4 separate regions of the Anser cygnoides genome follow, and all the other regions are linked to region 3. A link is a contact called in public Hi-C data. All regions are on one chromosome and are shown on one strand. Each heading gives the region's core, a stretch centred on a gene start, on an enhancer-like site or on the middle of the called end of the contact. The rest is flanking DNA. Distances are from core to core; before and after follow the strand shown. Region 1 overlaps RERE (arginine-glutamic acid dipeptide repeats). Region 2 overlaps RERE (arginine-glutamic acid dipeptide repeats). Region 3 overlaps ENO1 (enolase 1). Region 4 overlaps RERE (arginine-glutamic acid dipeptide repeats).

What was found. Hi-C and Micro-C count contacts between places; a contact is called where the count stands out from the background.
Region 1: a contact with region 3 is called in a Hi-C map of liver, with 4 times the contacts expected there. The contact joins two enhancer-like sites. A contact is called at or near these places in 2 of 7 Hi-C or Micro-C datasets (both in liver).
Region 2: a contact with region 3 is called in a Hi-C map of liver, with 5 times the contacts expected there. The contact joins two enhancer-like sites. A contact is called at or near these places in 2 of 7 Hi-C or Micro-C datasets (both in liver).
Region 4: a Hi-C map of liver shows a contact between it and region 3, with 2.4 times the contacts expected there. The contact joins two enhancer-like sites. A contact is called at or near these places in 2 of 7 Hi-C or Micro-C datasets (both in liver).

The regions. Positions count from the first base shown.
Region 1 is chr23:4,701,102-4,704,196 of Taihu_goose_T2T_genome, forward strand. It overlaps RERE (arginine-glutamic acid dipeptide repeats), which reads left to right. Exons shown (of 23, transcript XM_066982188.1): 11 at 274-354. Among named protein-coding and RNA genes, the nearest start is that of SAMD11, 49 kb to the right of the region's middle. Within about 2 kb of position 1,815, at least 1 of the 3 cell types and tissues checked has open chromatin away from gene starts, as enhancers often do. A contact at or near this core is called in liver, where this site is marked.
Region 2 is chr23:4,727,595-4,731,050 of Taihu_goose_T2T_genome, forward strand. All of the region lies in intron 11 of RERE (arginine-glutamic acid dipeptide repeats), which reads left to right. Among named protein-coding and RNA genes, the nearest start is that of SAMD11, 23 kb to the right of the region's middle. Within about 2 kb of position 1,902, at least 2 of the 3 cell types and tissues checked have open chromatin away from gene starts, as enhancers often do. A contact at or near this core is called in liver, where this site is marked.
Region 3 is chr23:4,501,596-4,504,902 of Taihu_goose_T2T_genome, forward strand. It overlaps ENO1 (enolase 1), which reads left to right. Exons shown (of 12, transcript XM_048067332.2): 8 at 455-652; 9 at 889-1,090; 10 at 1,482-1,590; 11 at 2,020-2,078; 12 at 2,576-3,041. The coding sequence ends at 2,645. Among named protein-coding and RNA genes, the nearest start is that of ENO1, 11 kb to the left of the region's middle. Within about 2 kb of position 1,941, at least 1 of the 3 cell types and tissues checked has open chromatin away from gene starts, as enhancers often do. A contact at or near this core is called in liver, where this site is marked.
Region 4 is chr23:4,677,520-4,680,920 of Taihu_goose_T2T_genome, forward strand. All of the region lies in intron 10 of RERE (arginine-glutamic acid dipeptide repeats), which reads left to right. Among named protein-coding and RNA genes, the nearest start is that of SAMD11, 73 kb to the right of the region's middle. Within about 2 kb of position 1,567, at least 2 of the 3 cell types and tissues checked have open chromatin away from gene starts, as enhancers often do. A contact at or near this core is called in liver, where this site is marked.

The sequences.
Region 1 (3,095 bases), core at 565-3,064, 200 kb after region 3:
CGTGGCGGAGAAGGAGCGGCTGCGGTACTGACTTTCTTCTTCTAAAGCTTCAAACGCTGGAAGTTTGACATAGGAAGGGATCTGGCTTGATTTTTTTCTCTCTTTTTCGGGGGCTTTTCGAAGCCTTTTCTGCCTGCTCCGTCGCTGCGTACGTGTGCGTTTCCTTCCATCGGCAGTCCTTGCGCTCTGAACAGTTTGGCAGTTGTGCTGATTACCGAGATCTTTTTGTTTTCCCCTCTGCTGACATGCTATTTTTGTTATCTTTTATCGCAGAAACGTTTTATTAAGGGGTTGAGGCAGTACGGCAAGAACTTCTTCAGGATCCGAAAGGAGTTGCTTCCGAATAAGGAGACTGTGAGTACATTCGGACTTTATGTAATTTGCTTTTTCTCCTGCTGCTTCAGTGTTTGATCTCGCAGAACTGTTTCCTTTTCACCCCGAATTTGATCCCTTTCGGATTAATGCAAGAGAAAACGTACAGCCGGAAAAGGTGGCTGTAATTTTTAGTGCAGTTTTTAGGTCTTAGCGTGAAAGCTGTTACATAAAATCGGCGTCGTTGCTGGACCGAGTCATTAAGGTTGGATGAAGTGTATTTCTGGGGGGCTAAATCTAATTTTAAATTCTGACATTGCGATGGGATAATACATTTATGTCACCAAGTTGGGCTCGAATGGCAGCGGGTAATTAAAGAAAGCCGAAAACAAAACAGAATCTAATTGAACGTGGAAGGAGGAGGAGGTATGTGCCGCTGCTCTCCGACCTGCACCATCCGTGGTGGCGTTTTTAACTCCTCGCTTCCTGAAGCGTGCGGACAGCAGAGGTGGAACTTGAGTTTCTGAATCGATCTGAACTTCATCAGGCTGCCTAACTGTCAAATTCTATTAAAAACCCTGGCAAGTGCTTAGGAGGAGGGCGGGCAGGGAGGAGTGGTTGACTTCTTCAAAGGAAAGAAGGGTTGGGAAGCCTTGGGAATCTAGTTAGTTTTCCATTAGTCCTAATTGCCGAGCCTCTCTAGAAGCTTCGGTTTCCATTCTGCAGGTGTCATTTAACTGCTGGGAGGGCGGTTTTAGAAAGCAGCGTTCGTGTTTGTTCTGAATTTAGAAGGGGGGATAACTCCATGAAAAGTGAGGCAGAGTAACTGGTTTTTAGCATTTTCAGTGTGCTTGCATTAATGGTTCTGAAAATATTTATTTAAAGCATAACCAAGAAGAGGTCGTTTAGACTTTTTGTTTGTTTGTGTGGAACTTGGATGAAAGGAGGAGCACTGCTGTGAAAATATTTTACAACCTGTAAAACCTGCGTACTGTAAGATGCTTCCTTTCTCCCCTTCTGAGATGTTCTTGTGACGTGACCCTGTGATATCAGTCTTTCATCAGTAAATAGCTAATAAGTGTGTGAGTCAAATAGGAAGGGGAGGGTGAAGCGATTCCTGGGGTGCCTCAGCCAGCGTCTCTGTTCACCGATTGCCTTGAGAACGACAGGAAAACTTAGTTACCGAGCAAGTGTAGGTAGACCTTGCTTTGGTATTTAGTTGGATTTTGAGGCACAATTTTGAGGCCCAATGTTGGAAAGATGGCAGCTTAGAAGGAATGCTGAAAGAGTGTGCTCCTAGCAGCACATAGTCAGCTTCAGCAGCCCTTTCGTCTCCGCTTTAGAGCAACTCCTAGCAATGCATTTAGGACAGATTTGGGTTTACTTTAGAATGCATTCTGGTGATAGTGAAGTTACCAAGAGGCAAAAGTACTCTTTTAAAGTTTGAATTACAGTGAGTATGAAATACAGCTTTAAATAAAACATGTCTCTTTGTGCTAGAGAAAAAGAGTTTGCAGGAGAAAAGAAAAACTAAAGACCTGAGAGCTGGGGGCATGTGCCTGACCCTGTTTCTGCTACTTGACTTCTGCTGTTTGCGTTTGGATATCAGGCCGAAGGCTCTGTAAAAGGTTTGCAAGTGGTGTGAAATTCGATACAGGCTATTATTGTGCAAGTGGTAGATTTTTGTTTCATTAGGTCTGAATTTTTACTGTCGGGAAGACTAACTACTAAGTTTGAGCAACTGGAAGCCGTGTGTTCGTGGTTTTGAGCAGGCTGTTTTAGCCTCTAGTGGTAACTGATCTACAAGTAACCTTTGACCGACAACAGATTGTTTAATCTCTGTTTCCTATTTTTGCCCACAGGTCTCCCTTCTGCTCTCTTTTAATTCCCACTCTGTTTTCAGACAAAATTTGCAGCAGTTTTGCTGTAGTAAGACCCACAGGATAAAGGCTGTAGTAAATAGTATCTGCCTATCCAGTTTTGCTTTTCCTCCTTAGAGTGGTATGAGGAATATTGCAAATTACAAGGTTCTGGAATTAATTTGTGTATTTTTAGGTCATCAGAATAACTTCAGAGACTTTGCTTGTCATTCTTCTATTGCGATGTGAAGTAACCCCCTAGCAATTCCAGAAATGCTAGAAAACAGGCCTTATTTTCCTGTTTAGCCACCATATTAACATGAGGTAGAACTCTAAAAGCCTTTATAGGCACACAAGGGAACTACAGCAACTCCCAAGTCCTGCAAAAGCTGCTTGAAAATGAGACAGGGACATTCTTGAAGTGACTTGCCCTAAATGGAAACCAGGTTATAGGTCAGTACAGCCTACACACTTCTTATTTATTAGGAGTTTACCTAACCAGTCGCTGAAGTCTGTGGCGAGGGGAGGCAGGCTTTTTTCTTCTCTGGAAAACCCACTTAAAGTTAAATCTCCTTATTTTCCTTGCTTTTTGTATAATGCATGCCTTTTCTAGATACTTAGGCTGCTTTCTCTGGGAAAGAACTCCTAATGCCTCCTTAAGCCCTGCAGTTGGAACATTGCAGCGGTGGAAGATAAGTAATACAATAGAAATACCAAATTACTGTGAAGACTAGGCCTATTTTATATTAAATCGAGCTGATGCTACTGTAAAGGAAGTCAGAAGTTAGAGGTTCATGTGACACTTTCTTTTATAATATTGGAAGGTGTACAGTGGCCATGGAGAGGTGAGAATTGAGCCATACTGTAGGAAGTTTTCACAAGCATGTTAAGAAATGCCCTATCTGAGTTGTGCCTTTGCTTTTT
Region 2 (3,456 bases), core at 652-3,151, 230 kb after region 3:
CTGCCAGGACTGTGCTTCGTAAGGATGAATTTAGCCCAATTAGCCTGGTTTTGGGTTTTGAAGGACTTTAGAGCCCGACGGTCACTGCTGGACTCTTCATGTGGCATGAGGCCCGATCGGTTGTACTTCCCACAAAGGATTGATCTTGGCCTGTTTATTAATCTTCTGTCTCTTTGTTTGCTTACCCTCTGTTACAAAAGGGTGTGCTGAGACGTAATTTGTAGGTACTTCGTTGGTTTGTCACCGAAGGGAGGATGCTCTACACTGCTGGAGTCTTGCTGTGTTACTGAAGATAAATGCTGTTTGTTTCTGTTTTCCAGTGAGAGATTATTTACATCCTACCAGGTGTATTTCTTTCTGTTGCTTTTCCCTAATTTGCAGTCCCTGTTCACTGCCTCCTTTCTACTTTCGCTTCAATTACTCTTTGTCCATTCCCGTGCATAATTTTATTGTAGGAGTTGGGTTTAGTTTGCCCTCTCCTGTTAGCCTGAGTGTTTTTTTTTTTTTAATTATAATTTGTTAATGAGGGGAAGTATATTCTCTTGGGAGAATTTCTGTGTGTTTAGGTAAAGCGAAAAACGAAATTATTTTAGTCTCTTGGCTGTTTCGGGAACTCTGGAGCGAAATGTTGAGGTTGAAACATGTTTCAGTGCTACCAGGAGCGGCACAGTGCTGCAGTGCCCTGTTGTGTCGTAGGCCTGCGTCAGCTGCCTGAAGAAAAGCCAAATTTGTGGGAGATGGAAGCTCTGTCTGTTCCCGGCCTGTAGAGGACTAAGCAAGGTAGCGGTGCTCAGCTAGCAGGAACAATTGGAAAGCACAAAGCTGTATAGGATTGCAGGTTTTTTCCACAACAAAATGAAACCCAGAAGCTACAGATGGAGCCTCAGCTGGGTTCCCAAGGAAGTCTGTGGCTGTTCCTCTATTTGGGGTGAATTGACAGTTTGGCAAAAAATCCCAAAGACTTATCCTGGGTTTCTTATACACCGATATCCTCTGTTGCTTCCCACTTGGCCAGACAGTTTTTTCAGGAGTTTGAAATCCAAAAGGAACTGAAGGAGCTTATCTTGCTGTTCGCAGAACAAGAAGCAGATTATTAGGACGGCCGATCTTCTCCTAAAACTGTAGGTAGAGCTCTTAGCAGAGACCAGGCAGAGCCAGCTGCATTGCCGTCCAAAAGATAAAACACCAAGCTGCAGATAAAATACCGAGGCTTTCAAAATGTGCGAGAGAACCGAGACCTGCGGGATGTTCCTTCGAAAGCACCACGCGATTTTTAATACGTGCTTTGTAGCGTCGGTAAAATACTGCTTGGGTTTTAAAAGTCCCTCTTAAAATTCAGTAATGTTTCAGAGGATGCAGTGCTCCTGTGCACCGAAGGTGGGCATTAATCAGTGCTACTGAACAAGCTGCTGAGACTTATTGCTTAATTAGAACATATGCAAACCCATTTGTCACAGCTGACAGAGGCACCCAGACCGAGCGCACAGCTGTAAAAACGCCGAGGTTCGACCCTCCTGAACTGCACCTCGGCGGTGCGCTTCCTCGTCCCTGCTGCTGTTTTTCTGTACTCGAGCTCCTCTAATCCTCGCAGCTTTGGGGCACGGGGATGTGTGTGATGGTGGGACCGATCCCTCCTGGGCTGGGTCAGGGGTCAGGAAGCAGCAGGACGCTGGGCTGGGCTGCAGGTGCCTGCTAGGAAGCTGCCATTTCGCAGATTTGGGCATGGGTAGCCCCTTGTCTCGATTTGCCCCCCCATCTCGATTTGCCCCCCCGTCTCGATTTGCCCCCTGGCACACAGACACTTGAGCAGATGCTCTCACCGGCGCTGGTCAAGCCCGGGGGCTCACTGCACGAGGAAGGTGCTGGAGACTCTTCTCACCACGGGACCTGTGTTGAAGTGGCCTGAGTGAATAAAATCTCGCTGCATTCCGGGAAGATGGTGAATTCATTAAGACCACAGCTGGACAATCTGTTCCCCTCCGCTCTGCCTGCCTGCCGGTAGGGCCACTGAAAGGAGTTGTTGTTTACCTCTTCTGTTTAATTACAGGCAAGCTATCCCCCCCCGATTTTTTTTTTACTCCTCCTGACAGTGCTAGGCTCTGGGGAAATTAACCAGCAATTATTATGTTTGCTCACTCCGTTCTACCAGAACAGATACTTGAAGGTAAGTTGATGCATTCGTGCGATCGCTCCGTAGGAGCAGGCTGCTGCAGCGGGGCTGCCGGGGCCTCTCACAGCAGCAGTGAGCACACAGTGTTAATCCTTTGTTTACCTAAGGCAAGACTAAACACAAACACAGGGCACAGCTTGTACTGTGTATTTTACATTTGAAAACTGCTGATAAGAAGTGAGAAAGCAGGGCAGGCCGCACTCTGCCTGCTGGCAGTTTGCGGAAGGTGGGGAAGAGTTAACAAGGGCTGCCCTGGTGTCCTGCAACGTGGCTGCAGAGCTGGGCTGAGCTGCTAAAAAATTTTAGCAAGGGTGAGGGCAGGGGATGAAACTGGTGGGAGAGGTCAGAAGGGTGCCCCCGTGCCAAGGAATTAACCCTGGCTCCAGTGCCGGACTGCAGAGGAAGCTGTGCCGCTGCTGGAGAGGATCTGAACCGTTCCTTTCTCTTTACAAATAATCCCCAGCACAGATGTAAAGGGAGATGAAGCATGACTTTCTTCTGTGTACCTACAACGTGGGGTGAAATGGCCTTGGCAGGAGAAGGCAGGAGATTTGAGGAGCTGTGAGCTCCCGATGGGTTTCAAAATTGGTGAAAGCTGAACCTGGCGAGGAGCATATCCCCTCCGTCGGGAGCCTTCGGGAGCTGGAGGGTGGCCGTCCTGGAGGGAAGGTAGTGATAAAGTCCTGAGTGAGGCTTCCCACGTTGCTTTATGTGGGTTCGATAAACCACTTGGGACATTTAATCAGACCTCAAAGCCAAAAAATGGAGTTGCGTTGGCTGGAAAGATGCGGAGCTGCTCGTCTGAGGAGTGGTGCTGAAGCAGGCTAACAGGGCACTCGGTGGTGGTTTTCCTTCTGGATACCGGCTCAGTACCTAGAAGGGATGCCGGGACACGGGACCCCTTCCTGCAGAGCCCTTGTGTCTCAGCACCAACACCGGGAGCGTTGCTGGAGGAAAGGTTTGGGGGTGCTTTGAGGGGCCCTTCGGTGAGCGCTGGTGTTGCTCATTTACACCTGTGTCGAGGGTTGCTTTAGTGTGCTGTTGGTCCCAGAGCTTGATGCAGCAGGGGCACGTGTTGGTTGCAGGCAGGAGAAGAGGGCACTGGAAGCAATCAGACAGTCCTTCTTGCAAAAGCGGTCTCCTCTGGCCAGTCTGCGCCCTTCAGGCTGCTGGAGTGGGCCAGGGGACGGCCCTCAGGGTCGCTGCTTTGAGCAGCGGGTGCAGCCCTCCCCAGCCTCCCGTGCAAGTCGTGTCCCTCCTCCTCCATCAGCCAAGAGACCGCACCA
Region 3 (3,307 bases), core at 691-3,190:
GAACAGGTAGATGGAAAGAGAGGGTGTCTTGTGCAGTAGCAGGTTGTGTATCATTGCATGTCAGGATTTTGGTGTTCACTTCTGTCATGGTCAGCACCTGATCTGGAGCTGAAAGGGATTGATGTGTGGTCACTTTCCTGCCCGTGTTCATAAAGCAGCAAGAAGTTGTAGTATCACCTTGTCTCAAGCTTGCTGGCTGACCTGTAGTCCTGCCTGAAGAGATCAGAAATGCCATAGAGGTGTCTCAGGGGTATTACAATCCAAAAGCAGTATTGAAGTAGTAGACTGTTTAAATTAGTGTAGAAGCTGCAGCGTTAACATTTTGTGTGGCCTTTGGGCTTTCTATAGGGGGTAACGGAGATTCCTGGCCGAGTGAATATACTGTTGTTGGTAACTGATTAGCTTCGTGTTGAGGTGTTGAGCAGGAACTCACCAATGCCTAACTGTGTTTCAGCCCTGGAGCTGCTGAAGACTGCCATCGGTAAGGCTGGCTACTCTGACAAGGTTGTCATTGGCATGGATGTGGCTGCCTCAGAGTTCTACCGTGATGGAAAGTACGACCTGGACTTCAAATCCCCCGATGATCCCAGCAGATACATTTCTCCTGACCAGCTGGCTGACCTGTACAAGGGCTTTGTGAAGAACTACCCAGGTAAGTCCTTCAACCAGGAAGCAAAATAGTTGTGGAGAAATAGGGGTTGATTGAAATAATTTAGGATGCAGCCTCCCTTGTCTGCAGATCACAAGCAGAACAAACCAGCTTTCTAGGAGTTGTAGCCATGTTTTTTTGGGGTGGGTAATGCTTGTTTGAAAGCAGGGTTAGCAACGTGCTGCAGGCCTGACCTTTCATGGTGGTATTTTGTTAAATCTCCTTCTGTCTTCCTCTAGTGGTGTCCATCGAGGACCCATTTGACCAGGATGACTGGGCTGCCTGGAAGAAGTTCACTGGCAGCGTTGGCATCCAAGTGGTTGGTGATGATCTGACTGTGACCAACCCGAAGCGTATTGCCAAGGCAGTGGAGGAGAAATCCTGCAACTGCCTCCTCCTCAAGGTCAACCAGATCGGATCGGTGACAGAGTCCCTACAAGCGTAAGTTGTTCTCCCTTCTTAGCCATGTCACGGAGGGGGATCCTTGAGTGCATGAGAGGGGGACTGTGTAATTGAGGGGGATGAACGTAGAGAACAGTGCAATAGAAATCTGATCGGACATTAGTGAGGCGACTAAAAGGTAACTCATAGAGGCTATTGGCAAGCAAGCCTGTACCTTCATGGCCTTGAAGTCACATGGGCGCGTCGAACACTGCTTAAGCATGTGTAAAAGCAGCTTGTTATCACTGTTTTCACGTGATTCTAGCCCTGACATACCAAAGGGCAGTTCTGTCTTGCCAAAGCAGAGAATACCTGGTGCTTGGCAGCAGCATTAGAGCGAAGGTCGCTATGCAAATAGGGTGGTGTGACGCTTTGCCTGTCTTTCTTCCAGCTGCAAGCTTGCCCAGTCCAATGGCTGGGGCGTGATGGTGAGTCACCGCTCTGGAGAAACAGAAGATACCTTCATTGCTGACCTGGTGGTCGGCCTCTGCACTGGTCAGGTTGGTGTCTGTACCTGCTGTAGTTCGCTTCCTTGTCTGATTAGACAGTGCCATGGTGCATAGCAGGTGGGGTCTGCTGTGACTTAAGGCATGAAGACTTCCTGCTCCTATGTACAGGAAGCTGATCTGCCTAATGGGACTGTGACATGGGAGCATGTTATCTTGTGTAAACTCACCTTTAGCCATCAATTAAACTTCTGAAAGTGAACTCCATTGGGTGTGTCAGGATTTGATACGGAAGCTGTTCCAAAGTGAACATTCCTTATTGCTCCTGAGCACTATCATGTTTGAGTGTACGGGTATTCAAAGCCTGGTGCTGAAATCAAGCTTGTAATTGCGCTTATTACTCTAAATAGAGTAGTTTTGTAATTGCATTCATGGCCTTACTTCTGCTATAGTTCCTGACCAACCTTCTGATTTCCCTTCCAGATCAAAACTGGTGCCCCCTGCCGATCTGAGCGCCTAGCCAAGTACAACCAGCTGCTGAGGTGAGACTTGAGATGGGCAAAGGGATAAGGGCTAGGCCTGACATAAAATGGATGCTCCACTAATGCATTCAGGGCACAGCTTGCTCTTCTGTGCAGCTTAAGGACAAACTGATGCTAGTAGAAATGCTTTTGGGCTGGTGCCCTGCCTGCAGAGCTGGCAGTGGGATGAATGATGAGTTGAATGGGTTATGGTCATAATGGAGACACAAAAGGGGAGCCTCGCACAGTGTTCAGTGACGTTGTCTCTGTGAAGTTGTCCTTCTGACTGCATGATGCAGTTGCCTTGGGCAAGCGTTTCAAATGTCTGAGCAGAGTTGGGTAAGGTGAGGGTTACTGACCAGGGCAGCTAAATGTGTGATTGTTCAAGTTGCTTGGGGAAACTGACTGGTGACCCTGATGGTACCCTCAGTGCCTCTTAGATCAGGTGGTTTGGTGTAAGGTCAGCGGCTGTGCCAATGCAGTTCTGCTCACTCAGCTTTTTCTTCCCTTGTCTTCAGAATTGAAGAGGAGCTTGGCAGCAAGGCCCGCTTTGCTGGAAGAAACTTCAGGAACCCTCGCATCAACTAAGCTGCGTGGATCAGACACCCCTGTTCTGGTTTAAAGCACTAGTCACCTACTTAGATCACAATTACCCGTATTAGAAAGATGAGGGCAGCTGAAGGAAAAAGACCGGTTTGCAGGTCCTCTCCCTCCCTAGATGACTCCTTCACCTAGTGTTTCCACCAGCTCTGATCTGTTACTTGTAACAATCTGCTTTTGTAGAACAATCCCAGTGAGGTTTTGTGTTAAACATGCTCCGGAACCATGACCCGTTGACGCTGGGCATAAGCAATTCCCTTCTCTGCCTGTCTGGTCTTTGATGTTTGGAGCTGTTTGACTTGCAGGACAGCAAGAGGTACCTACAAACAGAGATAGTAGTGTTTTTACATGTGATAAATAAAAAGCATCAAACAACCCAACAAAGTGTGGCTTTGAGTTGCTTTGGGGGGGGTGAGGAAGAGGGGTACCTGTGTCTGCATAAGTGTGTCCTGTTTCAGGGTGCAGAGTGAGAGTTGGACTAATCACTGTGCTTTGGGGGTGGACTTAAATTGCTTTGTGACAAATACACGAATAATTAGCTGTAAGTACGTGCCTGCAATCAAAAAGTGGCCTTCAAGGATGTTTTTTGTGAAGGTGGGATGAGACATAGGTTTTGAACTATGAGATCAGTTACAATCCCTGAGGGAAAG
Region 4 (3,401 bases), core at 317-2,816, 180 kb after region 3:
GCTATTGATATTAGCCTACTAAAAGAGTAAGTGGTAGCCTATTAAAAGATTCTGCAGTCTGATGGGGGGGGGAACAACTTCTGACCTGAGAAAGACACCTTTTCAGAAAAGCTCTAATTGCCAGAGAAGGTGCTGGGAAAGCACTCCACACTCCCAGTCAAATGGACCACATTTTGTATTCTGGTGTCTTCTTGCAGGATTTGGGGGAGATGATATCTGTGCAAGAATTAAAAAGGCAAAGGTTTCTCCTTGTGGTTTGTTTGTTCTGCAGTTTAATTGCTGCAATTGTGAGATTGCTGCTGGCTTAATTTTTATGTGTATGACATAATGCAACTGCGCTTATTAAAGTGTTTTGTAGGGTTATAAATCACACGAAGTTGGGAGCAAATTCTAGGTTCTTAATTTGCTGACAGCTAGTAAACAAGCAGATTCTTATTCTTTCTGAATAAATAGCAATATTTGTTGCATTCAGCACAAAAGTTGCATTTTCTGGCAGCATGTGGAAACCAAATGCTGTTGTTACAACCCTTTGTTTGTCAGACCTTGCAGCTTGAGCTCACACAGAAGTACTTGACTGCAAACAGGGAGACACTTGTGCATTTTCACTATGTGGGAGAAGAGAAGTGCTGAACGAGTTCACTTGGATTAAGTCCTAAAAATATTTTGCATTTTAATGCTGCTGTTAAATGCACTTAACAAAATAGATTTATGTGAGATGTAATGTGTAAGAAGATGGTGCCTCCTTAGCAAGCTGACTAGGTATGTCTGGGTTGGTGAAAATGGAAAAAGGTTATTTCCTAGCTCAATAATTAGGTGGTGGTGTGCACTAAAATAGAAAATCAGATGGCTGAAATTTAGCTATGATAAAATATTTATCGAAGAAGAACCTCAGACTCGCTTGTGGTTTTTACCTTTCACTGTCCAAAAAGCTGCTTCTCTCATGTATGTTAATAAATATGGTCTAAATGGAAGTAGAAATTCAACTCGTCACGTGTACCTACCAGGTGTCTAAATGAAAAATCTGATTCGGGGCAAGACAACATGGTTCACGTAAAAGAGATGAGCAGTTTTGTGGATTGCTGGTTTTTTTTGGAATGAATGAAGTTTTAAGGTAGCTAATTGGTAGAGTAAAAGTACATTTGAAAACATAAATAAAAATACAATTTGTGTTCTTTTGTTAAGTAATTAAACTGGCATTGGTGCTGTAAAATAGAGCTGGTAATAGGTGGTGTTTTTATGGGCTCTTAACACTTTTTAATTATTCAGACGGTGGCTGGAGAGACTTTTTTTAAGCTCTAGTTTATCTAAAAGCCTTTCAAGGATTTATTCCAATGAATTGCGTGTACTTGCTCTCTCCTCATCCATACCCTTGTGCAAGAGCTAGATTAGGGCAGGCCAGGCTGTGTAAACCTGTGTTCAGGTCGGCTTTATTCAGAAGCCCAACAAAGAACCTTTGTGGTAAGGAGGGTGCCTGAAGTGGTAGGGTGGAAGAAGATCATGCGCTAGCACGGCAGCAAGGCGAGCAGAGGGTGAGTAAAAAGCCTAGAACGTGCTTTCCTAATACGGTTTTCGGCGATCTCGTCACAAAAGGGCATTTTGTTTGGGGCGCTGGCTGTTGGAACAAATGCTTCAAGTGCCTCGTGCTCGCTGTGTTTGTCCTCACGCTGTCATTACCTCCGTTTTCTCTGCCTACATTCTTTCTGTAGAATGGTTAAATTGAACGCTGCCAACTCCTCTTCTTCTGTGCTGAGGGTTTTTTTTTCATTCTCCTTGTTTTTTCCATCAGCTGCACTATGCTGAGAATGCCAGAGCTGCTGCAGCTCGGGGTTTTTGATCAGCAGTCCGTGTTAAATGGTAGAGAACAGAGCCTTGCGAGCAAGAAAAAGCAAAATTTACTGAAAAGTGAAACATTACTCCAAAAGTGCAGCCCCTGTGAGTGCAGACTAATGATCGTTAACTCTATAAATCATTGTCAGTCTCTGCTCGTTTTATCATATTTGTTCCTGTTCTGTTCCATCCAAGTTTCCAGAAACACTTGGCAGCCCTCCAGCCTCGGCAGAGCCAAAGATCAAACTGTGCTCTTATTTATAGACAGCTAAGCTCCACCTGCAGAACTTCATAGCTTGTTTGTCTCCGGCAGCTTGTAGAAAACTCCAGATTAAAGCAGCTGCACTGCACTCCTGAGCCTTTCTGGGGCTTGCAAGGCAAAGTTTCCTTCTCGTTGGCTCCGCAAACCTGCAGCAAACTCCTCCTGCGCCGTACGTAGGGTGCTGCAGCTGCACGGGAGCTCCACAACCACGTGTTTTTCAGAGGAAAAGACTGTGTCAAACCCCAAATCTGGCCAAAATAATTAAATTTCAGGGAGAACATTAGTGTTAAGTGTGTCCCCCCCATGTTGTGATGGGAAGCAATGAGAAGGAGGGAGCCTCAGGTGATGTGTGGTGGTGACCTGAGAGTGGCACTAGTGAGGGAGGTGGAAGACCTGGGTCCAAACCATGTCCCCGTTTGTGCTGGGCTTCATCTCCTCTTGCAGCCCAGCAAATACCTACCGAGTTATTTTTATAACTCATATGAATAGGCAGGTGCCACACCAGGCACTAAGCTCTGCTTAGTTAACCCCCTGAACTGGGAAAGGCTCTGTAAATGACCAGCTCCATCCCGGAATGGCTGAGGCTGGAGGCACCTCTGGGACCACCTGGTCCAACCCCTGCCCAAGCAGGGCCACGTAGAGCAGGTTGGACAGGACCACAACCAGAAAATAATTAATAAAACTAAGTCACAGCTTCCCTTGTCTCGTTTTTTTCCGCTCCTGCGATTCTGATCCTATAATATTCTCCTTCCCCCTTGTAGACCCCACAACAACACGCTCCCCCTTTTGTTATTATGAGTTAATTTTCTGCCAGCCCTGTAAGGTCAGTGTCCGAAAAGCTTTGCTGTAAGAAGAGGTGAGGTTGTATGGCCGGGCAGAGGGAAAGGAGCACCGGGGCAATGTCAGGTTAGCAGGTGGCAAAAGCAACCGAAGGGGAAGTGTGGGCACACTGATGGAGGGAAACAACTGGCTCGGTCCAAAAGTCAGTCTTCAAATGCTGTGCTTCCTTAGGTCAAAAATCCTCCGAGTTGGTTGGTGTGTTACTTGCATGAGTGTTTTGAGTGAGTTCCTACTGTGCCGGGGTGGTTACTGTAGTTCCTTCCTCTGTGTCTATGACAGCCAGGCTTTGTCCAGCACAGATCTCTGCAGCTTTCAGGAGGATTTGTGATCTGATGCTGTGTGAATAGCTCAAATTTATTGTAGTTAGCATTTAACTCTTTCTGCGGACTATCCGTTGCCCAAAGATTAAGCCTTTTTTGTTAATTAAAAGCACTTTGCTGCCTGTGACTGATCTATCCGGTAGGAGTTGCCT